Linked DNA regions of Mus musculus: regions 1 and 2 are each linked to region 3. The links are chromatin contacts, called in public Hi-C and Micro-C maps. All regions are on one chromosome and are shown on one strand. Each heading gives the region's core, a stretch centred on a gene start, on an enhancer-like site or on the middle of the called end of the contact. The rest is flanking DNA. Distances are from core to core; before and after follow the strand shown.

Region 1 (4,587 bases), core at 828-3,327, 350 kb after region 3:
AAAATGCTATTTTCCTTTTTGAAAAAATGGAACTAAGCCAATGGATTTTTAATTGCAATATTATAGATAACAGGGGGAATAATTACTTAATTAGAGTAAATTAGGCAAAGACTTGCCATAAAATTTAATATTCCATTATTTAGGTCCTATTCATATAAAATCCCCACTTGACTGTTAGCTATGATTCTTAATGCCAAACTCAAGAGAAGACAAAGCCCTATATTGTCATATGGGTTAACTAAGACAAAGTCCTACATTGTCATATGGGTTAACTAAGACAAAGCCCTACATTGTCATATGGGTTAACTAAGACAAAGGCCTACATTGTCATATGGGTTAACTAAGACAAAGTCCTACATTGTCATATGGGTTAACTAAGACAAAGCCCTACATTGTCATATGGGTTAACTAAGACAAAGGCCTACATTGTCATATGGGTTAACTAAGACAAAGCCCTACATTGTCATATGGGTTAACTAAGACAAAGGCCTACATTGTCATATGGGTTAACTAAGACAAAGGCCTACATTGTCATATGGGTTAACTAAGACAAAGCCCTACATTGTCATATGGGTTAACTAAGACAAAGCCCTACATTGTCATATGGGTTAACTAAGACAAAGGCCTACATTGTCATATGGGTTAACTAAGACAAAGGCCTACATTGTCATATGGGTTAACTAAGACAAAGCCCTACATTGTCATATGGGTTAACTAAGACAAAGCCCTACATTGTCATATGGGTTAACTAAGACAAAGGCCTACATTGTCATATGGGTTAACTAAGACAAAGCCCTACATTGTCATATGGGTTAACTAAGACAAAGGCCTACATTGTCATATGGGTTAACTAAGACAAAGGCCTACATTGTCATATGGGTTAACTAAGACAAAGCCCTACATTGTCATATGGGTTAACTAAGACAAAGCCCTACATTGTCATATGGGTTAACTAAGACAAAGGCCTACATTGTCATATGGGTTAACTAAGACAAAGGCCTACATTGTCATATGGGTTAACTAAGACAAAGGCCTACATTGTCATATGGGTTAACTAAGACAAAGCCCTACATTGTCATATGGGTTAACTAAGACAAAGTCCTACATTGTCATATGGGTTAACTAAGACAAAGGCCTACATTGTCATATGGGTTAACTAAGACAAAGTTCTACATTGTCATATGGGTTAACTAAGACAAAGGCCTACATTGTCATATGGGTTAACTAAGACAAAGCCCTACATTGTCATATGGGTTAACTAAGATAAAGCCCTACATTGTCATATGGGTTAACTAAGACAAAGGCCTACATTGTCATATGGGTTAACTAAGCAGCGGTAAGGTAACAACACAGCCATAACAGCCAGTTTTCTTACATCTGGGATATCTTACACCAGAATAAATAGACTAGAAAAATTAAGACAAGAATTTGTTGACTAATCCTGAGATGGATCTTTGTCCATATATTTTCCACCCTCTCCTTTGCTCCTTGAATTATGGTAACATGTCTTCTGTCATACATGTTCTCTTGTGATTTCACCGACTCAGCTAACAAGCCATGTACTATAAAGTGTCTAGATTTCTTAAAAGATCAATTTAACACCTTTGCCCTAAGTCATGTGATCAAAAGAGTCTTAAGACTAATCAGACCGAGGGAATTGTGCAACATCGCGTATTTTGATGGGAGGTACTCACCAGAATTTTGCTCATAACTTGCTGTGTTTCCTACAGGCTGTTCCAGTCACTGTTTCTTCCTTAAATACTGCCTAGATAACTTTAAAAGGCCCATTGCAACAGGCCTCTACAACTTCCTTCCAACAGAAGCCACAGTCAACTACTCAGGCATTTTAAATCCACTGTCTGCCAACATTAAGTCCATTATTATTCTTTCAAAGCTGATTTCTTCTCTATTTTTACTAGCCTAGTACATGTTACAGTACAACATATTCCTGTTGATAGATTGAAGATGGTGGCGGGAGTAGATAGGGAGACATATTCCATGAGGGAGATAGCAAAAGGCACAGAGCAGAGACAAATTCTCCATTTCAACACTGTGAGATAACAAATGCTTTGGATATCTGAGAAACAGCCAAGAACCCAGTGTGCTTGTGGTGAAGTTATTTAGTGGCAGATGACTTGCAGGGTGGATTTAGAAATATTGCAGAGACAGGAAACATTCCAGAGCTTTCGTAATAAGATAGGGATTCCCCGAGTCTAAACAAAGTAGCCATTGACATCTTACCTAATAATCACTCATACGGTTTTGTTGAGATTGAGCTTTAATAGGCATAAAAGAAAGAATGAGGGGCCAGAACATTAGTCCAGGTGAGAAAAGATAGTGTCTTATATGAGAGTTCTAGTAGTGCCATCCAGGATGCAAATCTGAAGGAATTGCTATAATTGAGAACCAGGGAAGTTACCAGAGATACTCCTGTCAAGGGATCAAGTGTTCTTTATGCTGCCATTCGGATGCTTACTATGAATCCTTCCTTGCTATATTACACAATTTGGCTGTTTTAAAATCTCTTACTGGTATCCTGATGACTCTTTTGTGAAGTTCAAAGCAATTTTGTAATTGCAGAATGTTCTTTGTCATTTCCCCTGCTATTTGCCCACTGCATCCCTCCTTTTATTCCCCACTGTATACTTTGTAACATTTGGAAAGAAGTCAGTCTAAGTGTCTACCTAGTACTATTAGTCACTGCTTGATAGCAACTTATTATCTTTGCATCCCTATTTCTTAGGACTATCTCCACATAATAGGCTGTCAATAAACCTCTGGCCCATTGCTAATTTCTTTCTTTTACCCCTAGAAATCATCTCCATTTAAGATATGACTCTCAATTTTTCTTTACACAAATTTTTGTTATTGCCTTCATTGCAAATTCCAGCTTTGCCTGTCAGATGTCAGATAAAACTTGGCATCAAACTGCACACCCTGTTAACATCCGGACACGCCTTCAGATTCCATTACTCTCAAGTCTCAGTACACTGGAGCAAATAGACACTACCTTTTCAGGGGGATAAAAAATAAACAGGATGCCAGTTACTGTTAATGTCCTTGAATTTTGAAGACTTTAACAAAATTTTACCCTGTGATTATGTTTTTTGATAGTTTTCTGGATCCCACTGATTATAGCACTGAATATAGGCCCACATGTGAGCTCCGTCAGTCAACTTTCCTTTACTATAATAAGAAATGTAAAATAATCAAACTATGAACAGAAAAGCTTATATTGGCTCACGATGTTTATTCACCAAGGGCCCATTGACTCTGATGTAGGTGCTGGATAACAAGATAAAAATGCTACATTCACATCATGCCTAGGCAGTAAAATAGAAAGAAAGAAAAACCACAGGCCTAGCATCCCCTTCAAGGCCTGTGTTCAATGCCCTAACATACTTCACTACGACATGGCAATAAAGAAATTACTAATAGCACCACCCTAGAATCATGCCTCCTGGACCTTTAAGAAACATTTATCATGTAAACTGTGAAACTGTGCAACACACACACCCCAAGATGACTCATTTTAACCAAAGGAACATAAACTCTTAAGAAGGTTAATATATTTTAGGCTAAAGTTGGAGCTGTATAAAAACATTTGGTATCTTCCATAAGATTTAATAAGCTACAAGTATTCACATGTATCATAATTGCCATGCAGAAGTGTGAATGAGTTTCTATGGAGGACAAGAGTTATCAAGAGGACAGCATTTTCACAGCATTTTTTGCAAATCAGAAGTATCTGACTGGAGTTACTCATATCCAATTATTCATAAACAGAATTCCAGTCAAAGGAGGGCAAAAAGGGAATTTGGAACAAACTGTCTTGATCCTCCTTTAGAAAGCAAAACAAAACAAAAACTGTAAACTTTAGCAATAAAAAAATTAATCAAGGAATAATACCAAGGTTTTCATTGTATTGAAATTACTTTCCCTTGGTCATGCTTGTATGCTCTTGCTTCACTATAACATATTCAGCTTACAAAGCAGATATATACAGCCATATGTTTCAGAGTCTGTGTTTCGTAAAAGAAATATTTTATAAGTTATAATCAATGGAAGGAATGTTTCAAATTGCTATTAAGCTATTCAGCAAGTAAATAAAAAAAGATAGAAGTTACATTGTCAACTTCTAAGTTATTCCGTAGAATGCCTATGATGTACCATAACATAGGTAAACATACTTCTCATGATGGTTAAGAAATTCATATCTGAGCTCTGTGTGTACACATCTGTGGCAGCCACATAAGAATTATATGCTTATATGTAATAAGACTATATATGCTATGACTACTGTGCTATGACACCTCAGGAAATTATTTTGGCTCATGGTTTAAGAATAGATCCAGTCCATCGTGGGACTAGCCACACTCTGTCCTCCTTCAGGAAGCCCAAACTGGACAAGAAGTAATGAGGGGCTAAAGCAACTCCGCAGTGGCACATTTAAGAGTATTGCTCCGAAAACACTTCTACCAGCAGGGACCAAGTGTGCAAACCCAAAAACCTATTGGGACAGTTTCACATTAAAAGTATACATGTAATATCAAAACCCTATCATTTTAAATTATATTTTATGTTCAT
Region 2 (4,566 bases), core at 282-2,781, 460 kb after region 3:
AAAAGCCAGCACCATCTTTACCCTGTGCTCTTAGACTTGTCTATCATCTCTCAGCATTTGTTTTCTTGTTCCTGCCTAATACATCTATAATTCCAAGAGGATCAAATGGACCCAAAACGAGGTGCGGTTTTAATAGTTACAGCCCTGTGGAGATACTAGGATTTGCTTACATAACACCCTCAGATTTCCCTCCTCCGAACTGATTTTCAAGGAAGGGGGAATGAAAGGTGCCAATTTAAATGGATTCTTTTGGATGTTTACCTCAAGGAACTGATTTTTCATGAGGAGGAATACTGTGAGGACTCACATCCCCGCCTGTGTGTGTGGCATTCACACATACAGTGTCACACAAGTCTGTGTTAGATTTTTAACTTCACTCTGGCAACTTTGAGAGTGAGATGGTGAGCCGACAGGCTACTGTCAATTAAACAAGAGCTGTCACCAAGCAGAAACATTGAAACACAGTGGGCACGAATCCTAAGCAGATCACATGGCAGCTACTTAGCAGTTATTTTAACACAGTCGCGGTATAGATGTGTCATTTCCCTGAAGAATTTAATTTGAGTCCCTAAGGATGCAGACATCTCTGCGTTCACATGCTCCCGTCAAGTCAAAAGTGGGCCTTCTAAATGAGCTGGAATGGTAAGTGCAAGTCAGAGAATGACAGGTAGCAAATTCGCTTATTTCACTTTCCTCTGCTCAGGTTACATAGAAGAAGCCTGCATCATCCCCTGCCCCTCAGACTGCAAGCTCAGTGAGTGGTCCAACTGGTCCCGCTGCAGCAAGTCCTGTGGCAGCGGCGTGAAGGTCCGGTCCAAGTGGCTGCGCGAAAAGCCTTATAACGGAGGAAGGCCTTGCCCCAAACTGGACCATGTCAACCAGGTATTTTTACTGACATCAAACGCATTAAGATATTCCTCAGACTCCCAAGGATGTTTTATTCTATTATTTCTCAAAGACGCACAAAATTAAATAATAGCTCCTGAAAAAGAAATGGGATGGATTCTATTTTCAAAAGGTCTGAGAAAATCATACTACAATGTAAAATCTCAAATTATACATATTACATCTGAAATTTTCTGGGAACTCAGGATTCTGCACGCATCTAGATAAAATACAGTTCCATGCAGGCAAAATGACAGATAAGTCGTGAGTACTGTCAAGGCATTAATCTACCATACAATTGTGCTAACTGCTGTGATGAAGTCACGTCATCCTTACAGTTTCCCTAGACTTCCACCAGAAAGAGAGCTCAGTAGCCAAGGACTCAAGAGAAAAGCAAAGAAATGACATGAATATGCTCTAAAAAAAAGAAGGGGGGTGTTACTTATTCATTCCAATCTAGTTAGTGTAAAATAAGAAATGTAAGAAGTGTCTCAAAGTTCATATATATGTGTGTGTGTGTGTGTGTGTGTGTGTGTGTGTGTGTGTGTGTATGTGTATGTATATGTATATGTATATGTATATGTATATGTATATGTATATGTATATGTGCTAGCAATTCAGTCACTGCCTTTTCTAGCATTGGAGCTGTGTTAGAGCTCGCATGCATACTTCACTGGCTGCTATCCGTGGTTGTTATTTGTATTCTGTTGGAGATAAAGAGTAAAATGGCTAATGACAGAATTGTGATTAACTTAAGTTTAACAGAACAGGCCATTGTTATCACAGTTGATCGCCATGTAAATTAGCAGAGAATAGATTTTCCAGAGTGTGTGCAGATGTTATGTTTTGAATTTGAGCCATGAGCAAGTGAACCGAGGATTTAAATATGTAAAGCTGCCTCATGTGAACATAGCCTGTCTCATTTTAACCTCTAACCACACGGTTATCAGCAGTTTCCTTCTGATTAAGCTAAGATTGTTGGGAACAACAGAATCGTACCATATACAAAGGAAACTTCTAAGTAAGTAAAAATGAGGACATTGAAGAATTAAATTGAAAGTAATCTCAGTCCTAGATAAATTTAGGCAATGTAGAGAGAATAATATACTCTTCTATCGCCATCTCCTGGCAGTTGAGCATTTTGTATTCTTAAACTGCAAGTGTTCATTTCAAAAGAAGAAATTCACTTGCAGAGCTGGAATTGGGTGAATATGAAACAGAGGAACACGAGTCCCATGCTTACGATGACAAGAATGTTTGTCTACAAGCTCAGAAATCTTGAATTTCCAATGACAAATTTAGTATTAATAAATTATGATCCATAGTCCTATCAAAGAGGAAGTATACATGTGTCAATACATCACATGTGTATGTGTCTAAGTAGCAAATTAAATATGCCACATTAACCTAAGCACTTTTGTTTCCAAAGGCACATGACCCTGTGCTTAGTTGTCTGTACATCATACAATGTTACATCTCTCTTAAAATTCAAGGCAGCACTTGATAAGCACATGTATGTATTGGTTTTCAATTCATTGGGAGTATATCAAAACAGTAATAACTGAAAACAGAAAGGTAAATCAAGAAAGAAAACAATTAGACATCAAATTTTGAGCATAATGTTTTACATAAAGCTTAAAGATAAGTATTTAAATATCAGTAAAATACTCAAGAAAATCAAATAAGCAAAGTGCTGGGCAATTGTTTATAAAATATAAACCATGCAGATTTTTACTTTAATTAAAATTCCTCAGTAAAAGTATAGCAGTTTGTTGATGTAAAAAAATGGTCTCTGAGAGTGTTTCCTCACTGAAGTTAAGCCCTAAGGTCCTTATCTCACTAAAATGTATTAATGGATTAAAGTGGACTGGTGGGTAGATGAAACCATAGGTGGGTCAATATATAGACACCAGTCCATGTTTCTGTTGATTCCTAAGATATTTGCAACTGTAGTTGAGTTTGCAGTGACAGGGGCTCTGAGAGCCACTCGGGTTTTGAACTCTTGTCCTCCTGAACATGCAATCATCTTTCCCTGGGATGTGTAATCTTTGTCTGCTCATCTTGCATTTAGGACATGAGGAATGGTTGATTTCCCCTTCCTAAAACCTATGAGATTCTTCCTAAGATTTTACTAAATTAATGTTTTAAATAAAAGTCTACATAACTGACAATGTACAATATGAATGAGCTCTTATCAAAGTAACTAACGTTTTCACATTTCTCTGTTTCTTGTCCTTTACGTCATTCCTGACAAACACCATTCCAGGCACAGGTGAGTGTGCTTATCTTCCATTTCTTCAGAGTGCTGCTCTTTAAAGAATTATTATTTTCTCCACTAGGTTTTCCTCTGCCTGTTCCCCTTTTTATCTCCTAGTATAGCAGTAGGGTTGCTTTATTGATAGAGCCTGAGGAGACAGAGTGAGGTAATTAGCCATCACCTATCCCACTTTAATGAGGCAATGGTACCCTTTATTTATGCTTGAAGGAGAGAATTATGGTGGACTGAAAATGGTGATTTGGAGATGTTGGAAATGTCAATGAAATACTTTGCATTTATCCCCCAACAATGGGGAATGATCGTTTATCAAAGGATTAGGAAGAGCAGCAGGGCCCCTCCATTTCGATTCTTCTTTTCCCTGGGACTGGTGTGGTGGTGTTTAGCCATATGGTGATAGTCCTGTTTTAACACATCTCCCTAATGGGAATATACCAGTTGTATCATTAGCTACAGTCTTATACCCACATTGCATATGCTTTACTCTTATGTGGGGTAAATAATTGCAAAAGAATAATTCCAAAAGAATGTCTAAATCTGATTCCTGGAATTGATTACCTAAATCATTTGTGTGTGTCTGTGTGTATGTGTGTGTCTGTGTCTGTGTGTATAGATTCACATATTATGAAAATATTTAAAAATTTTTTCTTTGATGGTTATATTTTTGGTTGTAGTAGGTTTTTTTTTCTACTTATTTTTCTCATTGAGAAAACTGCACAATTGCTTCATTGTTTTAGAATTCCTGAAAACAAAAACATACTGTACTGTCTTTGAGACTGAAAGATTTGTGGACAATAACCACAGATAGTTGGCTGTGTTCTGTGAGGCCCTTGGTGCTGACAGCTGTGTCTGTGGCTATACATCATATAAAGCTAATTCAGGACCTTGTTTCCATACCTCAAGGGATTGAGGATTAGCTTCAAGATGGGCTTATTTCCATTTACTTATCATTTCAGTTTCTTGTACAAAAAATGTTAATTCTTGCAACTATATACATTTATATATAAACCTGTCTATATTATATTTATCTGAAAAGCAGATATGTTTATAGTATCCATTTCATTCATTTGTTTGATAAATCTTGACTAAGTGTCTAGCACATGAGTGCCCTGGGCTAAAAACTAGACACACAAAACTTTGAACAAAATAGTCTAAAAGATTTTAATTTAGTGCGCTAAATGTCAGTTTTATGGAAATATGTTTTGATTCTGGCCCAGTAGGTTAGAATACCCACCGAGTAAAAGAACAGAAAATGCAGTTCCGCCCACCTTCCCAAGACGCTCTTGTGGAATACTGATTGTGGTGGGGTAGAAGTCTCCCATCCACCCTTCCCCCTTCTCAGCTCACTGCCTGAGATCACCAGGTGTGTGTTTCAGGTGTACGAGGTCGTCCCATGCCACAGTGAC
Region 3 (4,915 bases), core at 741-3,240:
GAATAGTACTGAATCCCAGTCAATGTTTTCTACCTCACCTTTGATCATTCAGTTCCCAGATAAAAGACACAAAACGTTTATATTTGTAATAAGCCTTAATCAGCACTAGAGCTGGCCAGATATCTAGCCCCTAAACTATTAGTATCTACTTCTCTATCAATAATCCCTAAATATGACTTGCCACATTGTGCATGGGTTGCTCTTATTCTGACTGGCTAGCTCTCATGACCAGTATTTACAATCCCTTACTACCATGGCATCTTCCTCTCTCTCTCTACCTTTCTCTTCCCCAGTACTGCTGCCTTAGACCCCAAGGCACTGAACCTAAACACCCACCTACTTCTTTTCTGCCCAGCTACAGGCTGTAGGCATCTTCATTCAACCAATAATTTAAAATTAAGGAACAAGGTTTGCACAACAAAAGCTGGTAAACATGCAGATTCCTTTGTCCCTGGGGCTATCAGACCTTGGGAGCCAGTATTTAGCATTACAATACATAGCAACAGACCAAAACTTACCACAGACTTGTTATGGCACTATTTATCCCTGCCAGTGCCCCCACTTCTTGAAACAAGTGTTCTTTCTAATTATTAATTGTCAGTCATTCACACAGTACAATTAATTTATTTAGATTGACTAGCATACTTAGCACTTTCTTAATATTCTTGTATTGCAACATTTCTTTTAATTATTCTAAAACTTCAGCTTCCAAAGTGTCTGTGCACTGGATCTTCCAGATCAGGGCCTTAATGCCCTTGTTCTGCTGATACTGTATTGTCACGTGATTTCATGGTGATGACTTTCTTATTGTCTGTGAGGTAAGAACTGTGCGGATTCCGTGTTTCCCAGGAAGCACACCCATCAGCACCCTCCCTCTCCAGTTTCAGCCTAGTATTGTGAAGCTAAATCTCAGCAATGCAGAGACCAACTTAATCTTCACAGCTCACAGTCATACTTCAGGCTTAGGTAACCTTTTCCTCATTTAGAAGAGAGATGCACACCTCTCCAGCTAAACTCGTATTTCTTATCTTTCATTCCCAGTCCTGGTGTGGTCCTTTTGTAAAGGTTGCCGGCCATGGTGATGTGCATGCAGAATTAAATCTCTAGTTTAATTCTACCAGAATTATTCAGTCATCTGGTTCAGCTTTTTCTTGGGAAAAATGAGAAATGTTTTGCTTTTTTAATCACAATGTCTGATTCAAAATATAACAATATGGAAAATATACATATACATACTTCCCAATCTTTCTTTTTATACTTCATTGGATACTTTTGTAATGCAGTGATAGCACAGGGGAATGCACAGCTACTTACTCTTCCACATTATGTCCGTGCTACTACTCTAAGACTTCATGAATTATTTAGGGTAAATAATGTTTGGTAATTTCTGTTCTTTTTATTTCCAAACTTTGGATTTTCTTAAATTTTTTGGATATGGAACTATTCAAGGCTGCATTACTTTTCTTTTTGTATGTATTTTCTCATTGGTAGATCATATCAACTTGCATAGTTTCAAAGCTTTGTTCTTTTTGATAAATTCTAATCCTCTATGTTAGCCACGATATCTTTCATAGCTTTAGTTGTACCACTTTTAGAACTTCTTAGATCAGCATTTAAATGTTTGTTTTGCATTGCTAACTTCAGTAATATTGTAGGACCCCAAGAAGGAGCCCCCCCCCACTCAAGTCTCGAGGCGCAGGGTTATCCAAAGAAACACGAGAGACCTCCTTGTTGCAAAAGCACGAGGTAGCTTTAATGGCGGAGCTCCGGGTTAATACATATCTCACGCAGAAGACAGAGGAATTGCCCCTGAGACTCAAAAACTCGGGGTTTTTATAGGGTAGGGATTACAGGCTAGGAAGAATTGGCATGGTTACATACGATTGGCCCATTCAAACATCAGCAACATGATTATGAGTCAGCAGAATAGTACGTGCAGGCCTGGGCGTATAAGGATTCTAAAGTCAGGGGCTTATCTGAGTTGACAATGCATCTGGTTAATGTTTCAGCTTTTAACTATGCTCTCTATAAAAAGGGGTGGGGGGTGAGCAGGAGGTGCTGGGCTGCCAGATGGTCAATGAGTCAGCCAAAATAGTCAGAACCAGTTCCTGCATTCCTTCCCTTATCTTTACAACTGGGTAACCTAGCTTCAAGATGGACTCGGGCATGCCTGGGCTATTTGACATACATTACATGAATCACAGGTCTCAAGTTTTATTTCCTTTCGATATGTGTTGTGTCCGGCCAGCAGATCACAGCCTGGGTTCTGGCATAGAAAGGCATTTTGGAAACCTGGAAGAGAAGAGGGGCTAGGAGGTGAGAGAAAGAAATGCAGCTAAGACAGGCATTCTGATCAAAGCTCAATTTTACTGTTCCACACACAGTTATGAAGCAGGGGAAGGGGCCCGATTCCCGCCAATTAATCTTGGGGTCCAATAGCAGGGTGACTACGTGCATTGCTCCGAACAGCAAAGAGGCAGGTTCCAGCAGTGGGCATACTTGATTTTGGTTCTCTTCTTTTTTTTTTTTTTCCCATGTGTGTAAGTATATGTGAGTATGTGTGTAAAGTTTATGTGTACATGTATATGCATGAAGGCCAGAGGAATGAGTGGACTGTCCTACTTTTTACTTTCTACCTTATTTCTTAGGGGCCTGGAACTATTTTGCTGGAGGCTCAGCTCATAAGCAACAATCCCTGATGAGCCTTCTGTCTCTATGTCACTCAATGCTGGGTTACATGGTTGCATAGCTACATACATGCACTGAACCAGTCATTACAAGAATGTTGGGATGAAACTCCTGATCCTCATGGTTATGCAACAAACATTCTTACCTATCAAGCAGTCTTTTTAGTTCTTGTTTCCTTTTGCTGCTGTTTAAATAATTATTTATTTATTTTTGAGTACACTTAGATATACAAGAAAAGGGCAATGGATCCTATTACAGATGATCGTGAGTTGCTGGGAATTAAACTCAGAACCTCTGGAAGAACAGTCAGTGCTCTTAACTGCTGAACTATCTCTCCAGCCCATTTCTGTTTTTCTTATCCTTGTTGACTTCAATGACTTTTCTGAATTGCCATTTCCAAGGTGCACTGATCTGCTTTCATTGATAATGTCATAATTTCTTTAATACTTAATCTTCAGACAAACCCCAAAGCCCTTCTGATTGTTTTAACGAAATATATCAAATGCACTTTTATTTTTCTAGTATACAAGTTTCCAGACTTACTATGGCATGACTAATAGATTTATCACTTGACTATGGTATAAAAAATGTCATGCACTCAGTTGAAATCATATTTTGAATTTTGGTCATATTCCTGGTCAAGAATATGTAATATGATTCTCTTGTGCAATGTAGGACAGAAAAACCAGCCACAGTGGCCAGCTCTCAGTCATTTCTACTTTGATGAGGTTATAAAATGATAAAGTGTGCATTGTGTTGCTGAGCTGTGATATCCAGCAGGGTAGGTGATGTAAATGCATATTCAAATTATGATCACTTCAGTATTGAGTGGGTTTATCAGTGTATGATCTTATTTTGAGTTGAGGAACATTGGTACTCACTGCCTTGCTGGGATCATCTCTACTGGCCTTCATAATAACTCCTATGTGCCTGAGTCCTCTTAAAGGCACCACTAGGCACAGTATAATATATTGTCCTTCTTGTTGTACATTCTCCTTTTACCTTCAAGCTTTATTTATGCTTTTAAAGCCTATAATAAATCTTTTCACTTCCTCACATGCTTTGCCAGAGTCTTATCAGAGCAGAACAGTCATAAACCTCGCTTGATCCTCTAGAAGGTGTGCTCTTACATTCTTGCAATTCCAAGAGAGAGGCTCAAGACCTGGGGGAGAGGGGATTCCATAGGAGACTAGAGAGACTCCATCCAGTAAAGAAACACTATTGGGCACTTGGATATGACTAGCCAGGATGGAGATATGTTATGAGTATAAAATGCCTAGATTTCTAGGTCAGGTCAGATAAACATAACATTGGATTTCTTAATATTCATTTATACTAACACACACAAGTTGCACATATATTGTAATATATAACACAAGTACCTATTTGCAGAAATCTGTAAATCTGCTAATGTATATGTTGAACAGTTTTAGATATACATAGTTTTCAGGAAAATTGTCTAACTGAGCTGAGACCTAGCTTATCTTGGGGGTTAGTAACTTGACTTCTGACTTGTCCTTCCTTTCAATTGTGTGCACATGGCAAACTAACTGGATTATCCTCTAAAGTGAGACCCTTCCTGCTCTTTTACATCCTATTGAATGACCTTGAAGAGGGGCAGCACTCAGGGTAGAAGTAATCAGTTAAACATACCTCTGAGACCTGAAATACTGTATCTTGTTATGTTTCAGGCAATTATAATCGCTGATCCTGATATTGTCTAGGTAAATAATTCTTATGTGATAATGATTCATTTGGCTACTTTGTGTAACAAAAAATCATGACTTAGTTTATGACACAAAGACTGCTGGATATCTGATATAAGACAAGCTGTCAAATAGGTCTGGTGTCTTTGAATAGAGAACGACCTTGCCATAGTAGATGGGGCCTTTCCCCTTCTAGGGCTGGAAGAAGAGCATTGTCTACTTGAATGGTAAATTGTGATAAAGTAGTGAGAGCAAAATTGCATAGCATAATCACTGCAATTTTTTATTGAATTGAGCCCTTCGCTCTTACTCTTGACAGGACAGTTTATTGAATGTGCTTGTGGAAAACAAAGAAAGGCAGTAAAAAATATATATCTTTTCTTTCTGTCTCCTTTTTCTTTGTCTAAGAATAGAAAAGGCAAAAAGTGTCTACTTCAAAAGTGCATTTGTTAAATGGAAGAACATTTTCAGGTGCAAACAGACTCTTTAGAAATATCATAAAACTGCGTGGCTCAAGGGCA

What was found. Hi-C and Micro-C count contacts between places; a contact is called where the count stands out from the background.
Region 1: a contact with region 3 is called in a Micro-C map of the HL-1 cell line, with 2.5 times the contacts expected there. The contact joins two enhancer-like sites. A contact is called at or near these places in 2 of 484 Hi-C or Micro-C datasets (the HL-1 cell line and adipose-derived mesenchymal stem cells).
Region 2: a Hi-C map of the N1E-115 cell line shows a contact between it and region 3, with 4 times the contacts expected there. The contact joins two enhancer-like sites. A contact is called at or near these places in 1 of 15 datasets of contacts at CTCF or cohesin (the NIH/3T3 cell line) and 1 of 484 Hi-C or Micro-C datasets (the N1E-115 cell line).

The regions. Positions count from the first base shown.
Region 1 is chr6:12,456,536-12,461,122 of GRCm38.p6, reverse strand. All of the region lies in intron 6 of Thsd7a (thrombospondin, type I, domain containing 7A), which reads left to right. The region is part of intron 1 of Gm38583 (a long non-coding RNA gene); the gene reads right to left. Among named protein-coding and RNA genes, the nearest start is that of Gm38583, 22 kb to the right of the region's middle. Within about 2 kb of position 2,077, at least 21 of the 459 cell types and tissues checked have an H3K27ac peak or open chromatin away from gene starts, as enhancers often do. A contact at or near this core is called in the HL-1 cell line, where this site is marked.
Region 2 is chr6:12,348,301-12,352,866 of GRCm38.p6, reverse strand. Thsd7a (thrombospondin, type I, domain containing 7A) reads left to right here. Exons shown (of 28, transcript NM_001164805.1): 14 at 704-882; 15 at 3,152-3,157; 16 at 4,537-4,566. Among named protein-coding and RNA genes, the nearest start is that of Gm38583, 86 kb to the left of the region's middle. Within about 2 kb of position 1,531, at least 14 of the 459 cell types and tissues checked have an H3K27ac peak or open chromatin away from gene starts, as enhancers often do. A contact at or near this core is called in the N1E-115 cell line, where this site is marked.
Region 3 is chr6:12,811,101-12,816,015 of GRCm38.p6, reverse strand. No RefSeq gene overlaps it. Among named protein-coding and RNA genes, the nearest start is that of Thsd7a, 64 kb to the right of the region's middle. Within about 2 kb of position 1,990, at least 48 of the 459 cell types and tissues checked have an H3K27ac peak or open chromatin away from gene starts, as enhancers often do. A contact at or near this core is called in the HL-1 cell line and the N1E-115 cell line, where this site is marked.